2 separate regions of the Mus musculus genome follow, and region 2 is linked to region 1. The links are chromatin contacts, called in public Hi-C maps. All regions are on one chromosome and are shown on one strand. The core of a region is the stretch at or near the end of the contact, and the rest is flanking DNA. Distances in the headings are between cores, read along the strand shown.

Evidence for each region. A called contact is a pair of places that touch in the nucleus more often than the background predicts.
Region 2: a Hi-C map of the N1E-115 cell line shows a contact between it and region 1, with 7 times the contacts expected there. The contact joins two enhancer-like sites. A contact is called at or near these places in 3 of 484 Hi-C or Micro-C datasets (the N1E-115 cell line and uterus).

What each region holds. Positions count from the first base shown.
Region 1 is chr12:39,505,985-39,512,905 of GRCm38.p6, forward strand. Gm34923 (a long non-coding RNA gene) reads right to left here. Exons shown (of 3, transcript XR_381461.2): 2 at 4,752-4,791. Among named protein-coding and RNA genes, the nearest start is that of Gm34923, 18 kb to the right of the region's middle. Within about 2 kb of position 4,182, at least 18 of the 459 cell types and tissues checked have an H3K27ac peak or open chromatin away from gene starts, as enhancers often do. A contact at or near this core is called in the N1E-115 cell line, where this site is marked.
Region 2 is chr12:39,882,462-39,889,382 of GRCm38.p6, forward strand. No RefSeq gene overlaps it. Among named protein-coding and RNA genes, the nearest start is that of Gm40399, 65 kb to the right of the region's middle. Within about 2 kb of position 3,515, at least 10 of the 459 cell types and tissues checked have an H3K27ac peak or open chromatin away from gene starts, as enhancers often do. A contact at or near this core is called in the N1E-115 cell line, where this site is marked.

The sequences.
Region 1 (6,921 bases), core at 2,932-5,431:
GCCACACTTCCCAGACCCAAAGAAGCTAAATAAAAAGGAAGGCAGAAGCAAGGATGCTTGACTCTCACTTAGAGGAGAGAATAAAATAGTCTTAGGAGTCAGATGGAGGGAGAGAACTGGGTGGGAGAGTGGGTGGAGAGGAGAAAGGGAGGTTTTCGGGATCGGGTATGCAGAGAGACAAAAGAGAGGGCCAGAGAGCCAGAAGAATGAATGGAAATCTGTGGCTGGCAGGGTTTGGAGATGGCAGCATCTCTAGGACATGCTAGAGATTTGGGATGGGAGAGGCTTCCAGGAATCTATGGGGAATGACTTTAGCTGAGATTCCTAGCAGTGGGGATATGGAACCTGATGTGGCCACCTCCTGTAGCCATGTAGGACCCCCCAGTGGAAGGATAAAGGATACCAATCCACTCACAAATCTTTTGACGCAAAATTTATCCTGTCTATAAGAAATTCAGGGACAAAGATTGAGCAGACACTGAGGGAATGGCCAATCAATAACCTGACCAACTTGAGACCCATCCCTTGGGTAAGCACCAATCCCTGACACTATTAATGATACTCTGTCTGTTATGCTTGCAGACAGGAGCTTAGCATAACTTTCTTCTGAGAGACCCTATGCAGTAGTTCACTGAAACAGATGCAAAGACCTACAGCCAAACATTGGGCAGAGCTTGATGAGTCTTATGGAAGAGTTGGGGGAAGGATTGACATCACCCCATAGGGGATAGGAAAACCAACAGTCAAGTAACCTGCACCAATGGGGACCCTTAGAGACTAAACAATCAAACAAAGATCATACCTGGGCTGGCGCTAGGCCCCTTGCACATATATAGTAGTTGTGCAGCTTGGCTTCCATGTGGGTACCCCAACAGCTGGAATGGGGTCTTTCTCTAAAGTTGTTGCCTGTCTGTGGATCCTGTTTCTCTAACTGGGCTGCCTTGTCTAATCTCAGTGGAAGAGGATGTGCCTAGCCCTGCAAGGACTTGATGTACCAGCATCCAGGTGATACCCATGTTGGCTCTAACCCCTCTGAGGAGAAGGAGGAGAAGGGGGTGAGGAATGAACTGTGTAAGTGGGGGATGGGGGCAATGATTGATATGTAAAGTGAGTAAACAAATTAATGAGGAAAATGCCCTTGCTCTATAAGAGATAATGATGCTTCATTCTGCTAAGAAAATGAGAATACAAGTTATGCATCAAGGGGAAATGGTCCAAACCCACAAGCCTGGGAGAAGACCAGCATGAAGACTCTATCATGAACTCTAACAACACATCCAGGGCGGAGGGGGGTGGGGTTACAGGGAACTTTCTGGATAGCATTTGAAATGTAAATAAAGAAAATATCTAATAAAAAAACTATGGATTTAACAAGAAATAAAATGGAACATGACACATATTAGTTTGCCAACGACCCTGTGAATGGCCCCACACCTATGTGCTTGTGGGCAGCATTAATTGGCCTCAGGAGGTTATTAATAGAAATAAAGAAAGAAGTCATGAGGTCGGGAAAGAGGTGTGGGGTAGGAGCAACAAAAGGAGTTGGAGGGAGGTTAGTGATGGATGGGTTTGATCAAAAGTCATTGTATAACTATATGGCATTGTCAAAAAACAAAAATATTATTTAAAAAGAAAAAAAAGAACAAAGCATCTGGTTGATGGATAAAACATGGCACCAACGTGTCAGTGATGAGGATACAAGATGTCTAGTGGGACAGGAACGGTGTTCAAAGTCAGCCACTAGGAAAGCACAAACCAAACTACAAGGAGACAGCATACACATTCATACAAATGACAAATGTCAACACAATTGCCATCTAATATGCAGAGAAACTGATCAACTAATATATAAAAATTTGGCCATTTTTCATAACCAAATTATCTAAGTTTACTTCCCAGATGACATGATAAAATACCAACTAAATGCAACTTGGAGAAAAAAAAAGAGTCATTTCATTTTACAATTTATAATCTATCACTGCGAGACAGCAACTCAAGGAGAAACCATAGGAAACTCTTCTTAGTTTTTCTGAATCGTGTTCAACTCCTTTTCTTTTACTACTCGGGGCACTGCCCAAAGTGAGCTGGGACTCCTGCATCCATTAGAAATTAAGAAAATGTGCTATATACAATGGTAACACAAATGTTATAGAGGTGACCACCGACCCTTTAATTAGATTTAAGGCCCATTTCATGAGATGAAATCGCACATGATACTGTTAAAAGGGCCAAGAACATGAGACTATATAGGTCACAGGCCCTAAAGAAAGCCTAATACTCTTGTTTTGCCAAAGGAGCATAGAAAGAAAATGATTCCTAATGACACATTGCTATACCCACAGATTGGTGAATCACTTAACTCACATCACAGAAGTTCCTTCTGACAATAGATAATAGTGAGTCCAAAGACCCGTAAGTGGACAATGTGCAGAGAGTAAGAGATGTTAGAGAACTTAACCCTAAATAGTATGTCTCTATTAAATTTCTCCCCTCATGGACCAAAGGTCAAAGAGGAAAAGGAGGAGGAGGAAGAGGAAGAGGAGAAGGAAGAGATGGAAAGATTGTAAAAGCCCAAGATGGGGAGATGACTCCAAGGAAACTCTCCTCCAGACACAAGAGTACTGATGCACATGTGAACGTACATAAAATATAAAACATAAAATAGAGGTAAGGGTGGTGGAGAGAGCATGAAAAGGCTATGAGAGGGTAGCATGAATAGATAGAGATGAAACTTCTATCTATTGACTTTCTTGGTGGATCCATGAATTTCTACATATGATATCATTCCATAAATTTCACGGACACACTGTACAAGTGAATCTAGGGTAATCTGAATAAGGCTGATTCATGAATAAGGCAACATTCATGTCCTGGTTATTATATTGTGTTAGAGTTTTTTGTGATGTTACCCTTGAAGAAGACCAATAAATAACAAATAAAGCTCTGTCTGTGTTGTTACTTACAATTGCTCATGAACCCGCAACTATCTCAAGATAAAATGTTCATTCTTTAAGAGCATGGTTCTGCCACCTAGCGACTACAAACTAGCAATGTGATTTAAAGGGTGAAAAGAGCAGAGGGGTTATCCTATTTTAGGGCATTTCAAATAATCTGGCCTATGTACTTTCACATACTTGAAAACATTACATGCTTATAGCACTACATTCTTGCTATAAAAATCAGGAATTTTTATCACTTCAAATTAAAACGGAAAATGTTTGAACTGAATGTTGTAGTTTTACACACCATGGTTGAAGAGTTGAGTGCAAAGAGAGGGTGGTGTCTGGATTAGTGGAAATGCCTAAGATTTCCAACTGTTGCTCTGTGATTAAGTTCCGATTCTGCATGTGCGGTGGAGCCAAAAGCCAATGGTAAATGGGGGTTTGGGAAGGAGCTGTCAAAATCCAGACTGCTGTGTTGTCGGTATGAACTAAGGAAATAAGGAAGCCAGTATGATTGTTGATTGCTTTATCAGTTACTCACAATCTGTGTGTTGTCTGTGTATATAAGCAGGGTCTGAAGGGACTCTAGGGATCCCTGCACCCTTTGCTGACCAGACAGGAAGGAGAAAGCGAAACTTGCACTTGTCAATTAAAGGCTGTGATTTACAGCTGACCTCTCTGCCATTTCTGGTATTTGGTGACGACAGCAAGGACGGAAGAAAGACAGAAGCCATTTCCACTCCAGAGGCAGAAAGAAAAAAGTAGGTATTGGCTGAAAGCACTTTGTGTACCTACGTTGACTCTACATTTCACAATATCATTTTTAGCATGGACAGAGTCATGTTACAGATAGAAGAAAAAGACAATAATAAGTAGATAGATAGATAGATAGATAGATAGATAGATAGATAGATAGATCCACAGATGCAAACTGTAATAACTGTAATACAAGAAGGCAGACAGTAATTTCGAAATGGGTGCATTAGGCTTTGATAAGTTTGGGTTTTTTTTTTTTTGTTTGGTTGGTTTTTTGTTTTGTTTTGTTTTGTTTGTTTTTTTGAGAGGCAAAGAAGAAATCATGTTTTCACCCTTTAAATCACTTCATTGGCTTGTAGTCTTTTAAAACATGGCACTCCTTAACTAGGCATCTAAATGGCACATAAGGCTTCCATAGACAATACCTTCCGATGTATGCTTTCATGTGGCCACTAGGTGTCAGCGTAGTACAACAGAACCTGTGCTTCCTACTTAAAGCGTTCCCACTCTACAGCAACATCTTTCACTCAGCAGTGCGACCAATTGACAGGCATACATGGAATAAAAAAATCTCGTTTCCTTTGGGGCTATCTCATTCACCAGTGACTTTTCGGGAAATTTTCCGTTAATAAGTGCACACATTGCAATCAAGGATCTTCTTCTAAAAGCTGTGAGAGCGAGTTTGCAAGGCGGTGCATGCCTATAATCCCAGCATTCAAGTCTGCTCTACTCCAGTCCTATCGCAGAGAAAATAATGCCTAGAGCAATGGGAGTCCCTGAGAAGGGACAGATCGCAGCTCCTGTGGGGAGATTCCTTGGAGAGAAGAGAACAGGAGAGTGAGCACAGGACTGATTCAGTGAGCGCCTGCAGTCTCGCAAATTCTCCCCACTGAGAAGCCCATGGAGTTTGTACCCTTTCTTCCCTGCCTGCTGCTCCTTGTAACAAAGCAGGCCTGGAACACACTGTGTACCACATTGTTTCTAGAACACCACTCATTTGAATGACAGGTGACTGGGCCTCTAAGGGAAAGGGACTCCTTTGTGACTACTCACCTGCTCCTCCATCTAGAGTCAGCCTGTCATTTCTTTGAACCTAGAATGTAAAACACCAAATCAGTTCTACTTCTTTCTGTGGGGCTTTGGTCCCACAGTTGAGTTGTGCCTGAGGAAAATCTCCAGAAACAGTTTTCAGGAAAGTGAATCAAGTAGGGAAAGTGGAGCAACAACCACGCAGGCTTTCCATTTGATTTGCTTCACAGTGGATTGGGAAGTGGGGGAACGGCAAGTTCTCCCACCTTTGCTTGTGAGCTCTTCCCAGGCATTGTGCGAGACTCCAGAGCACTCTCTGAGCATCAAGGCTCCGGTCGGCTGTGACAATTCACCCAGAGCAGTGAACCTATGGACATGACCACACAAGGCTCAGAACTGTCTGGGTACCACAAGTTTTCCTCCTATATAGTATAGTAAATGGCAATCTGACATGGACTGATATGTCACCAGGTGACAGAGCCCAAATTAGCCAATAGTTGGTGGGTGGGTGGCAGCTGCCTTCCTTCACCACAGTATTCATCACAGTACTTGGCACCAGCTGTGGTAGGGGGGTAGGGGGACTTTTATTTACATCAGCTTGTGCTAGGGGGACATTTATTTGCATCACCATATTATCTGTCTAGTCCATCAGTTTCCTCAGTCATGAGAGATAGTGCTAACCTGCTGAAGCATTAAGCTCCTCTGAATGAAGGAGGGGCAGCCATCTACGTTATAGGGTGATGGGGACCTGGCAAGGCTAACAGGGCCACTTGCTTTTGAGCACTTTCTCATTCTGCCTGCCTTTCATTTGCAGTCTTCTAACCATCTCCAGCAGTTTTCTGGCACAGCTTTCTGGGAGCATGATAGAGAATACGAGAGCATAAGTTAGAATGTCTGCATCTACCCGAAACGTTTTAACCTTTTCTAAGATATCCTGAGACGTTCACTTTGACATAAGATTTAAAGGGATTTCTTTGTAAAGACTGTTTCAAGTTCTGTTAATCTGTACTATCTATAGTGATCAGCACCACAGCCAGTCACTTTAGCTGGAGATAAACAGCCCTGTGGTGCTAGAAATCTGAGCACCACAACAGAAAGGAAAGCTAGTCCTGGGATGGTTTCAGAGACTTTATGATGCCGAATTCTCAACATTTATGTTTTCATTTGTCTTAATATTTTACTGTTCCTATATTATACTACATTTTAAGAAAATCACTTACATTATAAATATTTTTCTAACTTTTGAATGTCAACTTCTTGCTGCTTGGGGGATACTTGGCCACTTCAGCGACAAATTACTCCTTAATATACTGTGCTTATTTAAATATGAAAGCATTAATGTATTTTGACAATTTGACAGGCGAACATGGAATAAATAAACTAAATGGCATGTTTTTCAACTGTGAATTGTGAGATTCCTGCTTTCATCTTAAAATGCTTTATTATATTAATTATATATATACATGTATATATATATATATGTATGCACTATTATTGTCTTTCTACAAAGATGAAATAGATGCTGGTTTAAGAAGTTGGCTGCATGTTTTCTCATACCATCCAACATGAGCAAATAAATTGAATACGTGCTTTGAAAAGCAGAAAGGGTAAGTTGCTATAGACGTAAAATGGAACATCCTCAACAGAGACTCCATAACCATAGCACAGCTGGCATGCCCTAAAGAGAACCTGCCATCTTCTGCTACATATGCAACTAGAAACACAGTTCTGGTGGGTACTGGTTAGTTCATATTGTTGATCATCCTCTAGGGTTGCAGACCCCTTTAGCTTCTTGGTTACTTTCTCTAGCTCCTTCATTAGGAGTCCTGTGTTCCATCCTATAGATGACTGTGAGCATCCACTTCTGTATTTGCCAGGCACTGGCCTAGCCTCACAAGAGATAAATATATCAGGGTCCTGTCAGATAAATCTTGCTGGCATGTGCAATACTGTCTGGGTTTGGTGGTTGTATATGAGATGGATCCCCAGTTGGGCAGTCTCTGGATGGTCCTTTCTTCTGTCACAGCTCTGAACTTTGTCTCTGTAACTTGCTCCATGGGTATTTTGTTCCCCCTTCTAAGAAGAAACAAAGTATCCACACTTTGGTCTTCCTTCATCTTGAGTTTCATGTGTTTTGCAAATTGTATCTTGGGTAGTCTAAGATTCTGGGCTAATATCTGCTTATCAGTAAGTA
Region 2 (6,921 bases), core at 2,265-4,764, 380 kb after region 1:
ACAGTGACAGAGTGTTATTCATTAGAAGCTCAAGGGTTTTGTAGTATCTTTTATTGATGGCATGAAAGATTGCCAAGATGTTGTTATGTAGCTTCTCTTCCACTGTGAGAACAACGTGCTCTATGCAAAAGCCCTGACCTACAAGTAGAAACATGAACCCAAAGCAAAAGTCACAGAAAGTATGCACATCATGAGTCATAGAAGATGTATAGAAAGTGATTTTCCTTTCACGTGTACTTCGTAGACCTAGAAGACTTCTTGATGGAGCAAACTATTCTCCACCAGACAGAGAAGACAATTAACTAAGTCACTAGTGAAAAAGTGAAGATAGTGTTTCAAAAGGGCACATTTTGGCTCAAGACAACCTCCTGAATAGGCAAGCAAGAACTACACCCTAGCATACTCAACCTCGGGGTTAGATTTAGAAACACACTCATAAAGAGTATTATTCATGACAGGCTATCTGCTGGACACTATTTGGCATCTGATGCGGAATAAGATCCAAATTCTGTTCTAAGGAAATTCCCTTATGTGAGAGACAGCAATGCCAAACACATGGAATGCCTCTCTATAAAAATGAGTTATTATGAGTATAACGTAACTTGCTAAGTGTTGTTATAAATTTATGGCACTATCAGGGAAGTGCAGTGTTTAATTTTTTAAAATATAGTGTAATGGAATATTCTATATAAATAAGAGAGATACAAAGAGACCCAGAGAACATAATTCCAGGATTAATATAGAATATAATGCAGAACCATAGTTGAAATGAGCAGGTAGAAGGATTAGGAGGTAGGAGTCAAAGAAATAGGGATGTCGTTGTGGAAATCACACGATGCCACCATGTTCTGCCAGCTCTAAGGCCACAATGGATTCATCTAATCTGTGCAAACTGTATGAAATCCCTAAAGATAACATTGATTGATAGATAATAAAATATAAACTTTAAGTGAGACATATTTTTTACTTTCAAATAGGTTCACAAAACTTATTTTCAGTTTGTTTCTACAAACCAGATTCTGTTCTTTTTATTCCTGACCTAACCAATGAAGCAGAGGCTAAGACTTCCTTCCAGCAAGCCAACGGTGGAGAGAGAGCTGGATAACTGCAAATGCGACTTGAGAAATATCATCTACAGCTCCAAGATGAAGGGCAACTTCTCTAGAGTTCCCTAGCTCTCATGGCTCACTGAGAGGATTAAAGGACTAGGACAGCGGCTTACACTCCTGGCACACAGTCCCCTTGGTCTATACTCACAGGCAATTGGGCCAGGGGCTTTGGAAACTGTATCTTACTTTAAGTTGGAGATAGAAAAATGTCCCCTTGATATTTAAAAAAGTAACTCTGATTTGAGGATCCATAAGAAGCACCTAAGAAGACTTGCTTGAAACACACAGCTACCCTGTCCCCCTTCTGGAATTCCCCATTCAGAAGCTTGAAAAAAGGAATTCGTGAAATCTGTGGTTATAGTGAAATGCCTGTCAGAAAACATTGAAGAATATTTATGTGTTGGGAATAGCTGTGTGTATGTATAGGATGTTTATCATGTGTGTGTGCACATTTACAGGTGTGTGAACATGTGTTCATAGGTCAAAAATCCACAATGGGTGTCTTCTTCAATCACTCTTCACCTTATTTTTGATCCAGGGTCTCTCACTGAACCTGGAGTGTTGGGAAACCCTGCTATTAGGGTCGTAGTCTACCATAACCACACAGCTAGCTCCCTGGGCTTGGCACAAAATGGAAGAGTCCCATAGCCGGGCGTGGTTGCCCACGCCTTTAATCCCAGCACTTGGGAGGAGGCAGAGGCAGGTGAATTTCTGAGTTCAAGGTCAGCCTGGTCTACAGAGTGAGCCCCAGGATAGCCAAGGCTACACAGAGAAACCCTGTCTCGAAAAAAAAAAAAAAAAAAAAAAAAAGAGGAAGAGTCCCTTTTCCAGTGGGGCTTCCTCTTCTATGCCTGATCTTATCTGGGGAACCTTACCTGATCCCCAGCATCCTCTACCTGAGAAATGTCACATAGACTTTGGCAAAATTACATGTTCAAACTTCCTTTCTCCCTGTAAGAACCTGCCCAGCAAGTACATGGAATGCCTCTCCATGCAAATGAGGCATTCCCGGTACCTTAATTCCCAGCCAAAGTACATTCACCTGAAAAGCTCCTTCCTACTCCCCAAGGTATGCCCTTGCATACATATTCAAATACATATACACATATAATTAGGAGGTACAAGCTCTTTCACTGAATATTGCCTAGAAGATCTATAACACTGAAATCCTTGGAGAGCCCATCCCTGGCCAGGCCCCTCACAGATGGACTGAGGTCCTGCTGATTCACTTGTTCCAGCCTCCACTTCATTCTTGCCCTCCCACTGAAGATCGGTGCCTAGGCTAAGGGCTAAGGGAGGAAGTAGAACTCAGAACCACACAGAACTCTTCAATTCAGACCCCGTAAGGCTAGATTCAATAAACCAATGAGCTTGAGGAGCCTCTTACCGACACCTCCCCAGACCTGAGATCACAAGCACGAACTACTGCATTCGGTATTTTGGGTGGATTTCTGGGGACCAAGATCAGGATCATAGTCTTGAGTGATGAACATTTTACCTACTGAGCCGTTTCCGCAGCCTCTGGAAGACATTTCTTCAGTGAAATCCTGACAAGCGCTGACAAGCCTTCCAGACAGCTTCTTCTTTGAGGTCATATCTGATTTATTGCAGGTCCACCCTGATTTACTTCAGGCTCTGAGTAGCTGCACATGTTAAAAATCACAGATGAAACAGATAGGAGATAACTTTAGCTAGTTTGAGTATCCTTAAGTCCTGTATGATAGCTTAACATGCAAATGCTTTGCATCTTAATCATTATAATTATCTATCTAAAGAGACATTTTCTTGATTATTGTCCCTGCAAATTTTTCAGGTAATTAGTATGAGAAAACAATTTTCATTTATCACAGTTACTTCCCAGTGAGTCATGAACTCTAGCCAATTAGAGATGTGTTTCATTTGGGTGAATGGATGTCAATTAAGCAGCACAAGCCGATATTTAGGATCAGAATACCCAATTAGAAACCATGATGCAAAACAAAACCAGTCAATGGACACTATAATAGCTCATTGTAAAGAAGTTTGCAGCATAATTAGATTATTATCTGCTCTACCAGAGACAGATGCTGAAAGCTACATCTCTCATTAGCACAACTGAAGTTTCGTACCACTATGCTTAATCAAAAGCCAGTTTCAGGGAGCATTTTACTGAAAATATGTTATTTATTAACTCAACAAATCATGCCATTCGAGAGATATATAAAGAACCTAAGCTGTGTGCCCCCTGTGTGCTTTGACCTGAATCACATGGTGACAGACAGTCAGGAAGTGGGAGCTAGGGAAAGTTCTGTTACCAGGAGTTCCAGTTAATCCCCAAATGAGATCAGCTAGCACTAGTTCAGTAAGCACCAGGAAGGTGGTGACCAAGATGCTGTCTGTGTGGCCAGGAAGGTGGTGACAGTGATTGTGGTTGTGTAGCTAGGAAGGTGGTAGCTGAGATCTTGTCTGTGTGGCCAGGAAGGTAGTAGCTGAGATCATGTCTGTGTGGCCAGGAAGGTTGTAACTATGATCATTTCTATGTGGCTCACTCCTCCATTCCTGGTGTCAAACATGAGATATGCCATACTGAAAGTATTTAATAAAATAGACCAAATGTAGAGAAAAAGAAAACCTCATGCTGTCCCCCACTGTCCTAATAAAGAAATTCATTCTTCTTCCCCAAGAGTGAGAGTCTGATACACAAGGAAGCCAAAAACAACTCAGAGAACAAAGAGGCAAGATATTAGTGGTGATGGAGACTCATTCCCAAGCTTAGAGACTGGGAAATGCAAATTTCATTTGTACTGAATTCTAGTAAAATAAATAAATAAATAACATTGACAATTATTACTTTAAAAGTTTCCTTTTTAAATTTTGTTCATAAATATGATTTTTTCACTAATATCATATGTTTCTCTTCCCCTCTCACCTCCAACATTAGTACACTTTAGATTCAATGTTCATAAAACAAATGCTCTTATGCTAGACTAAGGATGCAGTAGCAATGCCATTTACAATTAACCTCTGTAGATGAACCCCAGGTCCAGTTTTCCATGTCACAAGAGTAATTTAGTAATTCGTACAAAATTATTATGATCATTAGTAAGGAGTCTGCATCATTAGTTATTTTAAAAACTAGAAATGTTTTAAATAATAGATAAAATAAGGTTTTTTAATTAAATTAAATAAAATAAAGTATTCAGGTAGTCTGGTGTCTATTTGGGTTACTATCACAAAATTCAATGACTCTAGTAGTTTATAAATCTACAATCAATTTCTCTGAGTTCTGGAGATTAGAAGCACAAGAATAAGACACCAGAAGCTCTCATGTTTGATGAGGGCTCTATGCCTGGTTTACACTTGGCATCCTTTGGCTGTAGTATCAAGCAGACACAGGGTAACAAGTCCCTTGGGACTCTACTATAAAAGCACCTATATCTTGGCTTTCCTGACCAAATCATTTACCAAAAGCCAGCCTCAAACAGCATCATCTTCCGATGTTTTGATGAAGTGAAAAAAAAAAATTGAACTGAGGGTGTAGATTACATTCTCCACAGGAATGACTCCCTTGGTTTAATCCTCAGCAGCAGATATACACATATGTACATGTGTACATTCATACAATATGTACATATACATGCACATACATTCATACATGGACATACATACATCTACATTTACCCATGCTTACCAAAAGTTAATTCAATAAATTATAACACAGAACATTACTTGTCACTATTTTTATTACATGGTTTGCAGTGCTGGTGAAATAAATATGGTATGCCTTGCTAACTAGCCTATTGATCTGAAACTGCTTTTCATTCCCAGTGATTTTAGATAGATGGATGGATAGATAGATAGATGGATAGATAGATAGATAGATAGATAGATAGATAGATAGATAGATAGATGAAAGATAGATAGATGGATAGATAGATACATACATACATACATACATAGATACATAGATACATAGATAGATACATAGATACATAGATACATAGAGATTTTTTAAGCCCTTGGTTTGGTTCAAAACCTGAAGCTATCCCAGTCCTTTTTCAGTGACCCTTTGAAGAGTCAGTCACAGACCACAATTACTCAAGGCTAAACACATGCAAACTAGAACCTCCCAAGTACAAAGTTCTCTTCATTCCAATGGACTCGCCTGTGTCACAGCAACTCCAGAACACACTGTCAGCAATGTAGTTTTATAACTTTACTCAAGTAAATAGTACTCAGTCTTATTCTAAATATTTTAAACCTTAATTTAAACTTAGAATCCAGTATAAGTGAAATTGATGCTTCCCTGGGCTATAAGCTTGGGAATTAATCTCCATGGCTACTAATATCTTGGCTCTTTTGTTCATAGTACATAGTGATTTCTTTATTATTTTGAGTGAGTCAAGTATTTTTATTTATTGAAAAGTAACAATATGCTTAATGAGCTATGGTAGTATCACAGTTTCATGCTTTGTTTTGAACAATTTTAACCATAAAATTAAGAAAAGCATGACACTAAAGTTTTCTTGCTTTAAAAAACAATCATTCCTACAGGGCCCAATATAAGGGAAGGTTCTGTCGCTAAGGTCTTATTCCCTAATTCGTTCTTGACTTGTCAATAAAGAAGGTTAGGGACCAATTGCTGGATAAAAGGTACAGGTGGGCTTCCAGGACCCAAGAGGAGAAGGAGATGCAGGGAAAGAGAGAGAGGCTTTTCTGCCATGCTCTAGAATGAGAAGAAAGCAGAAGTCATGTGAGGTCTTGGTGCAGCCAGGACCTTCAGCCTCTGCTACAGATGGGAGCCAAGAATGTCAGAGGGGCCTAGCTGATGCAAGCCACTAAGTTTAGGGTAGAGGGAGAGATTGAGATAACAAATCTTGCATTTCCAGGCAGGAGGTATCTGTGTACAGCAACTGTACCAGGAGGCAAGTTCTAAAGGTAACAGACAGTCTGTCTTTTCTCGTGAACTCAAAGGTCTCAGGAGTGGGCTGGTGGAGTGGCCGACTCCTGAAGCATAAGGCAGGTAAAAAAGGAAGCCCAGTGAAACAAATGGGAGCTGAGAGGGGTCAGAGCACCGCAGCTCCAGGGCAAAGGCATTAGCATGCTTTTAAAACTACACACAACAGCCCAACCCTAGACAAAGAACTACAGCAGCAAAGGAGTGCTGAGAACAAGAGGAGCACCCTTCCCAGGAAAGACCTCCTGATTGTTATTCGAATGACAAGTGATCAGCCCTTAAATCGTATACATACAAATGGCATTAAACCAACTGAGTACATGGCATTTATGTATTTATAAATGAGATATATACTATAATTAAAGAAAAAGAGACCATGAGCAAGAGATGGTCCATGGAGGGATTGAAGGGAGTAAAATGATGAGAATTTCTTTTAATTTCAAAAATAAAAACAGTAAAAATAAATAAGTTGACAAAATTAACAAAATACTCAAATAATAAACCTCTAATATCAAATAAGCCTCAGTACCTTCTTAAAATTTAAACTATTGGGGGTATAATACACACACACACACGCAAACACCCAACTTGTAGGCTTCAATTTTTCAAAACCTATACTTCAACCTCCCTTTTAACCCATTGATCAGAGGTAGAGGGAAAAGAAAGTTAATAGGGAAAAGGTATTATGGAGCTGTTTAGAAGTAGTTCCTTAGGGCTATTCCACTCCTTGTTGTCAGGATAGCAGTAGTCCAGTTCAATAGCAAACACCAAACATGAATCAGAAGTGGAGGCATAATCCAGAAGAAACCACAAGGCTCTGCCAAATCAGTCAAATCAAGTCAGTGGACATAGCCAGAATTAGCTGGAATATGACAA